3 separate regions of the Gossypium hirsutum genome follow, and all the other regions are linked to region 3. Evidence: chromatin contacts called from public Hi-C data. All regions are on one chromosome and are shown on one strand. Each heading gives the region's core, a stretch centred on a gene start, on an enhancer-like site or on the middle of the called end of the contact. The rest is flanking DNA. Distances are from core to core; before and after follow the strand shown. Region 1 holds the start of LOC107954540 (S-adenosyl-L-methionine:benzoic acid/salicylic acid carboxyl methyltransferase 2). Region 2 holds the start of LOC107890490. Region 3 holds the start of LOC107935421 (thioredoxin domain-containing protein PLP3B).

Evidence for each region. A called contact is a pair of places that touch in the nucleus more often than the background predicts.
Region 1: a Hi-C map of leaf shows a contact between it and region 3, with 2.6 times the contacts expected there. The contact joins the promoter of LOC107954540 here to the promoter of LOC107935421 in region 3. A contact is called at or near these places in 3 of 34 Hi-C or Micro-C datasets (all in leaf).
Region 2: a Hi-C map of leaf shows a contact between it and region 3, with 2.9 times the contacts expected there. The contact joins the promoter of LOC107890490 here to the promoter of LOC107935421 in region 3. A contact is called at or near these places in 7 of 34 Hi-C or Micro-C datasets (callus, hypocotyl and leaf).

The regions. Positions count from the first base shown.
Region 1 is chrA12:14,946,364-14,949,194 of Gossypium_hirsutum_v2.1, reverse strand. LOC107954540 (S-adenosyl-L-methionine:benzoic acid/salicylic acid carboxyl methyltransferase 2) reads right to left here and starts at 1,320. Exons shown (of 4, transcript XM_016890130.2): 1 at 884-1,320; 2 at 393-797; 3 at 36-290. The coding sequence starts at 958.
Region 2 is chrA12:15,090,243-15,092,942 of Gossypium_hirsutum_v2.1, reverse strand. LOC107890490 reads left to right here and starts at 1,376. Exons shown (of 4, transcript XM_016814945.2): 1 at 1,376-1,749; 2 at 2,683-2,700. The coding sequence starts at 2,687.
Region 3 is chrA12:14,664,572-14,667,287 of Gossypium_hirsutum_v2.1, reverse strand. It overlaps LOC107935421 (thioredoxin domain-containing protein PLP3B), which reads left to right and starts at 1,453. Exons shown (of 9, transcript XM_016868031.2): 1 at 1,453-1,658; 2 at 1,778-1,871; 3 at 2,434-2,505; 4 at 2,604-2,651. The coding sequence starts at 1,788. It also overlaps the pseudogene LOC107935437.

The sequences.
Region 1 (2,831 bases), core at 71-2,570, 280 kb before region 3:
CAACAAAGTCATTTCACCAATTATTAATTCTATACCTCAACGAGCATATCACTAAGTGCAATGGCCAAAAGCTCCCAAAAGTAACAACACTCTTTGCTTGAAGGATCATCACTTCTTCTCCCTATAAGTGTCAAAACCATACGCCCTCCATCCACCAGTTCCTCTGATCTACACTTCAAAAACAAGGAAAAATTCTTTTGGAATTGCACATAATATGCCTTAAGCACGTCTGGTGGACTTGTGCTAGCCATGTAAATGTTCCGTTTATTACTTTCCAGCCCTTGAGGAACCTGGATCAAATCAAAATAGTTCACTCATAAATTAAAGGCTCTTTTCGATTCTAAAATGATTAATGATATATACACAATACAACATTAATATATAAACTAAACCTGGGATAGCCAGTGAAGACTATAGGAAGAGTGTACGAAATGAAGGCTGTTTTTCCTGAAAAGCCTTCCGTAGAAAGAACCAGGTACTCCCGTGAAAAAACATGGTCCGTTGCCGGGTCCAAGTTGCTTCCTCAGTTTGTTTTGGAAGTCGGACAAGGACCTGAAAATGGTGTTGAAATCATTCCCAGGAAGATCATTCAGAAACACTTGATACTCGGGGGATTTTTTGCCTATCTTTTGGCGAACACTATCCACCACTTTGAGAAGTTCAGATACCAAAAAGAAAGTGTTGGGTCCCGAAGAACAACCCAAATCTGCGATGGCTATTTCATCCGGATATTTGCTGCAATAAAGCTTAGTTATTGCGTCCTCTGTGATTGGCTTTGTCATGGTTATCACCTTTTGCTGTCCAAGATATTTCAGGTTAAAAAATCACAGCATACATACATACATACATACATACATACATACATACATACATACATACATACCTGAAGTAAAGAGTTCTTTGCATAACTGGTTTCTCCAACTCCGCCATTCATATGAAGAACTTGAACTACTTCCATCTCGATAAGTCTTTTATCTCTCTGTAATTACGATCTCTCGAAGCTTGTTATGGTGATCAAGAGACGTTGCGTGAGCCCCTATTTATAGATGATGTTTGTCTCAGCGGCTCCTTAATTTTAGCACATTTTCATGCATTCCCCTCTCTTGTTTTAACACATTCATTGCATTTATTTAATTTCGAACACGGTGTTTCTTTCTTTTTTTTTTTTCACATGTAAGTAAATCATTCCAAAGTTAGTGAAGGAAGATCCTTTACTGATTGCCACTGCATCCAGCTCAGCTACAAGCCAACAATCCTATTAGCAACGACCTCACTTTGTCCGTAGTCGGTACCCATCAAAATATGTTTACTAATATTCCTAAGAATTACACCATCACCATGTATTTTCCGTTAAAAACATTAGCCTGGCTTAAAGCAGTGTCACTCAGTAAAAAAATTCGAATTATTCAAATTGAATTAATTAATTTTTTTAAACTAAATTAAATTTTTAAATTCAAATAATTTAAATAATTTAAATAATTTAAATAAACCAAATATAAAATTTTTTTACTTACCTTCTTCCTACCCCTCAAATCATTTTACTTTCTCTCTCCCAAAATTTAAATAAACCTAGGCTTTTTTGGCCTAGACCGAATATGAAAAAAAAACTGCTATTTTTTTATTGCTTTCTTGCTATTTTTTTATTGTTTTCTTCGTATTTTCCTGGTTTTTTATTAATATTTTACTACTATTTCACTATTATGTTGCTACTATTTTATTGTTATTGTTTGAATATTATATAACTCTTATTTTATTGTTAATTTTGTTACTATTTTAGAGGCATTTGCTTGTTAAGTTGCACCTATCTTAGTGTTATTTAAGTATAAATATTGTTTTTAATTTATTTTTAATTTGTTAGGAAATAATTATTTTAATACTTTTAGTATTTTTGATATATTATATATATTTTAAAAAATTTATATAAAAAATTGATATGGTCAGGTCGGATCTAAGTTTTAACATTTTTATTCAGGTCGGGCTTAAATAAAATTTTAAACTCATTTTTGGGCTAGGCCCGAGCTTAGCAAACGGGCCTAAAATTTTGATTGGGCCTGGCCTGACTCGGCATATGGACATCTCTAGTTCTTTCTCTATTCTACATTTTAGCAATGGGCATCTCCTTTCCTCGTTTCCCATATGGAAGCTCTCCATTACTAATCTCCCTCATCTCCTCCATTTATGACTCCGCCCTATAAGGGTGAATTATTGTAAACCCCTACCGCCACCAAGTCCTCCTTGTTAAACACTAGTATCACCACAAACAGTTGCAATGTTTACTATGTTGGCACAATTCCAAATATTTACTAATTACCACAACTTTTATAAAAAAAATATATATAAGAAAAAATTTCCTAAATCAAATTGACCTTGCCCATGACCCAAAATAATAATAAAATTTAACAATATAATTGTTGTTATGACACATACAAAATTGCAATTAAATTTAATATTTTTGTCACATGGATTGATAAATCATTTTTTAATATATATCTAACAATCAAAAGTTATATATAGATTTTTAATTCACTAAAACTTTAACGTTGTACAATCTATATAATTAAGTAGAGTATGATATATTAATTAACAAATATAATTGGTATATACAATTAATTTAGTTCTTCATTAATACAAACATATCATTTCTCTCTATATCTATACATAGTAATATCTACCAGGAAAAAGGGAAAAAAAAATCTAAATTTTAAGTTCCACATTTTTTAATTTGTTTTAGTTTAAAACGTTTTTTAAGATATGAAAAAGGAAAAACTGTCCCATTAAATTTGTGGAGGATATCAGCTGTGATTTTAATGTTTGGGTCCTTCAACTTAGAT
Region 2 (2,700 bases), core at 127-2,626, 430 kb before region 3:
TAAAGTTAAAATTAATAAATTAATAATTTTTATATTATTGTATTTTATCAATTGGATTAGTCTTGGGAAAAAAGTTACTATAGAAAAGATATAAATATAAATTATAATTTATAGACTTGTCTATAGGTCGGGCCAAGCCCATTTGAAAAGTGAGAGAGTTTAGGCAAAAGTATAAATTTAAAAAATGGGCTTTGACAAAGAAATAAGACCCGTTTTCTAAACGGGTTGAGCCTGGGATAGTCTTTTTTGGCTAGGGCTCAGCCCAACCCGAATTTGTAAAAAATTATAATTTTTTATTGTTTTGCTACTGTTTTTTCATTGTTTTACTATCATTTTGCTATTAGATTATTACTTTTTTTGTTGTTATTATTTAGATATTATATAAATCTTATTTTATTATTATTTTTAGCATATTTAGTGTATTATTTTTTATATAAAAAATTTTAATATGACGGGCTAAACTTGAGTCTAAAAAACGAATTTAAATTTTTTTTACTTGGGCTGACCTGACCACTTATACGTATCAATATCCGGTATCTATAAATAGGGGAACAAGTTGGGCCTTTTTTTCCAAGCCCGGGCTGTTGAAATCTTTAATCCGTAGTCCGTACAATAGTGATGAGCCCAATTTAGTAGTTGATTCCATTGAACCAAGATATTTTTGTATTTTGGATGATGACATTGACAGATTCCATTTACATGTGGTCAGCCCTTACCAAAGCACTTTTCGCCCTTGAACTATAAACTTACCACGTGTTCTCTTTCTTCTTTAACCCTCAATTTTCTAGATTCCAAAAGTTCCTCCTTATTTATTTATGATTACATCAAATCATCACAAGATTCTTGGATTAAACAACCCTTTAGTCGGTGTTTTTAAGAATAAAGTTAATTTTAATTTTAATAAAAATTATTACTTAGCTTTTATTTAATTAATATTATCGAAAAGTGACAATTTTTTATTACAGATTGAACATGTGATAACTGAGGTTATCACAAGATTCTTGTTGCATTAGACAATCCTTTACTCAACTCAAATATTGTTGGTGTTTGTTTTAATTATAATTGAAATATTAAAATGGTTGGGCCTTATTTTACAAATAAAAAATAAAAAAATAAAAACAAAAAGAGAGAAAAGAGGGTATGTCCGTTGCTTAATTTTGCCGCGGTCAGTGAATTCATTTGCTGACCCCACGCACCCCACTTTTCATAATTTTGCCGTTTTGCCCAAGGCAAAAGGCAATGAAGGAAGTTTCAAACTATGCATTAAGAAACAAAAAGGTAGAAATCCCGTGAAAACGATGTCGTGTGAGCCCACGAAACAAAAACATTTCCAAACACTTTGGAACCCTCTCCCAACATAAATATATTCCAAACTACCCCCATTCCAAACTGAACCCTACATCCCCAATCAAGGTCAAACCCGACATTTCACTAAATCCCCAGCAACGAATAGCAAGCCTTTTGAAATTTTTGCGGAGAGAAGTGGAGGCGAAGATAATAACTTGGGGAACAGGTTTTTTGCGAGTTCCAGAAGATCACAGAAGCAGATTTATATTTTCTTTTTCTTTTTCTATATAAATAGAAACAGAAAATTTAAAGTAAATGATAAAGAAATCCCCGTTTTATGTCTTCACTTCGCGCGCTCTAATCTGATCTCTCCTATTCCTTCTCGTCGCGCCACCGAATCCTCCGCCGCTTGCGCCTAGGGTTTCTTCTTGAAGGATTATTTTTTTCTTAGCATCCTAGTAGGTAATAAAGCTCTCTTTTCTTTTCCTTTTTCGCTTTTCTTTAATGATTTCTTTTATTTGTTTTGAGGTTTTCGTTAATTTTAATCTTTTTTTCCAGTTTTTGAATTTGCTGGTGTACCTATGTTATATTAGGGATCCATTGCGGTTTTTCTCGTTCATTTGTTTTAACTTTTCTCTGCTTCCAAACGGAGCCTTCGCAAAGTAATCGAGTTTTGCATCGTTAACGTAGATATCCCTTTTTAATTCATCAAATAGTCAAAGTAGATGATTAGAAGATATCCTTTTTCTTCTTTTCGTTATGTTTGGTTGCTGTTAAATTAGGTGGAATTCTCATGTGTCTGGTAGCTTTGTTTTGGTTTCAATTTTTCAATTAGTTATACTTATATGGGGGCTTTAATTTATCTACACAATTTCATATTTAATTTAGCTATATGCTTTCTTATTCAAAATCAGCATATAGGTTTTGGTTTTACTTAAAAAGGGAAAAAAAAAATCTTTTTGTAGCAGTATAGCTGAAGTGCTGAATAAATGTGTGTATATGAATTTAAGATTGTTTGGTCTGTTTTACTCTTCTTCTTTTTTCTTTTTTTTTCCTGTTTTTTCCTTTAACAATTATCCTGGTTGATTTGAGTGATTGGCAGAGGGATCACACTAATTTTGGCTCACGTAGTATGGATTTAGGGTTTGGATGGTTGTACTTAGCTCCCAGTTCCAATTAGGGACAGGCGTAAAATATGGAGGTTTCTAGCTGGGTTGATAGAACAAAAAGTTAGCAAGCACAAGTTTAATTGAGTGAATCTTCTCCATTTCATTGAAATTAGAATGTTATCACTTGTAGCAACAATGAGATTTTCTTCTTCCCTTCTGTTTCCTAAGAAAATGATTAGATACAGGTTTGTTGACTTTATCTTCTTTTTTTATTATTATTATGCAGAGCCATGCCGACTTTTAC
Region 3 (2,716 bases), core at 204-2,703:
TATCTCAGTTTAAGCAACACTCATCCTTCGATTGAACTCCCAGCGTCCTTGGAAAAACTCACCAACCTTCAGATTTTGGACTTGAGTTATTGTCAGAATCTTAGAACTTTGCCTCATAACCTCATTACATTAAGAAAGCTCAAGGTTTTAGATGTCAGTAATTGTGGTTCACTTGAATGCTTGCCAAAAGGTTTGGGGAGGCTTTCAAACCTTGAAGTATTGTTGGGATTTAGACCTGCAAGATCTAGCCATGGTTGCCGTATCGGAGAATTAAGGAACTTGACACGATTGAGGATACTTGGATTACATCTAACACATGCTGATGAAGTTGAAGAGAACGAGGTTAATGCAATGGCGAACCTACATGATCTGGAGAATCTGTCAATAAGTTGCTTTGATAGTCATGGGAGTGATCTAACCTCAAAACTTGACAAACTCTATCCGCCACAACAACTCTATGAGTTGTCCCTCAAGTTCTATCCAGGAAAGATGAGTCCAGCTTGGCTCAATCCTATAGCACTTCCTTTGCTCAAGTACCTCTCAATCTCATCTGGAAATCTTGCAAATGTGAATCAAAACTTTTGGGGATACAACAACATTGTTTGGAAGATCCAAGGGTTAATGTTGGAATCACTTTCGGATTTGGAATTAGAATGGCCAATGTTGCAAGAAGCGATGCAAAGTTTGAGAATTGTGAATGTTAGTTGGTGTCCGGAATTGGTGTCTTTCCCAATTGATGATGTTGGCTTCAGAGGTGGAGTATGGATCAAGGGATAAGCACAAGCATTAAATCTAGAACTAATGTTGACATTCATGTCCACAAATGCAGCGGGTTTTATTATTATTATTATTATTATTATTATTATTATTATTATTATTATGTAACAAAGGGTACTTGATTAGATTTTCAAAATTTCTTTTTGAGGGTGGATTATCAAATTTAAAGATTTTAACATGGTTGTATATTCATATCATATAATCCTATCTACAGTCTAAATTGTACCGTGGGAGAACCTTTTAGTGCTTTGGATGAACAGCCCAATGTTGACATCAAGTGGGGTAATACAAACTTTATTTTTTTATGTTATGCATGTACATTTTAAGGTCAATGTTTTGAGTTCTTAATTGGCTCTCTCAAAAATATTATTTTTAAAATTCGAGCTTACATTGTTCTATTGAAAATGCAATACGTCTTATGGTTACACTCAATTAATATTAATTATTACTAACATTTTAAAGGCGGAAACAATATTTAGTATTGTCTTTAGGTCACTCAGCTTGCAAAGACTCTCAAATCGATCCATTATTTGTGTTTAGAGAATAATTTCATTAAATCGATTTGATATAAAATGACAATTAACTGATTTAGTTAACAAACTTGAATGATGAAACCTAAAATTAATTAGAAAATCCGAATAAATCTAAAACCAACCCGAGATGCGTGCCTGAACGCACCGGCATCGAAGCATGGAACTATAAAGGATTGAATTTGGGCCTTGTGGACCTAATATTAGCCTGCCGGCTACTGGGGCCGAATTAAGTCCGTCGTGAAACCGGTGCGTTTCATAGGAGATCTTTTCTCTTCAAATTTTCAAGATCCCATATTTTTCCTTTCATTTTTCTTTCGTCTTTACCCAAAAAAAGAGAGATTCCAGCAGGTAAGATTATACCTGGATCTGCTTCCTTCTTTAGAATTTCCCTGAAAGTCTCAATTTTTCTTTCTTTAAATCTTTTATGCATTTGATCCTTTCTGTTGCTTTTTGTTTTAATTTTTCAGAGAAAGAGAAATGGATCCGGATTCAGTTAAATCAACGTTGTCTAATTTAGCATTCGGGAATGTAATGGCAGCAGCTGCTCGTGACTATCAAAAGGTTGTCTTTTTACCTTAATTTTCTCTCTGTTTCTGGTTCTCTTTTATGTGTCGATTTGATCCGACCCGTTTATATCGACCAAGCTTCCATTGAATATTCTGTGTTGTTCTGAAATTTTGTTAAAATAGAACTAGATCATTACCCATATCGTCTGTTATATTGCTCCTCCCAAGGGTGATAAGTAGCTGCCCTTCAATGTTAGATATACTTACTAACTGGCATTGTAGATATTGCCTTTTGGACCTATTTTACCGCTGAGTCATTGAAGCTACTGTAATTTGTTGGCGAACTTGAATATAATAACTTGTGCGCACTTGTAGATAATAGTCATACAATTTTAAGATTCTGTTTTGGTCTAAAAAGGGGGTTTTCAATGATGGATTGGGAACTGTAACTTAATGGTTTTGGGTGTTTTGATGATGCTTTTTTTAAATGGCTACCCCAGGTTGACTTGCTGTACAAAATGTTATCTCTGATTATCGAAGTTAGCTGGTAACAACATACTTATGCCAAGTGGTATGTGTTTAATGTGAGTGAATTTGTGAATGTCATGGTCTTATAGGAGTTGCTTGCCCAAGAGAAGGCGCAGTCATCTACTGCCAACGAGGAGGTTGACCTTGATGAGCTGATGGATGTAAGTCTTATGAAGCTGTTTGTATTCTGTGATGGAGCATCTTTCATTCATTCTACGTCACTCTGCCTTTGTGTAGGCTCATGACTTCTTGTATACAGGATCCTGAGTTGGAAAAATTGCATGCAGATAGGATTGCTGCTCTCAAGGTTAGAAATTTAATGGCAATTCTTAATTCAATGTGATGAAAATCGTCTACAGATCTGGGTATGAT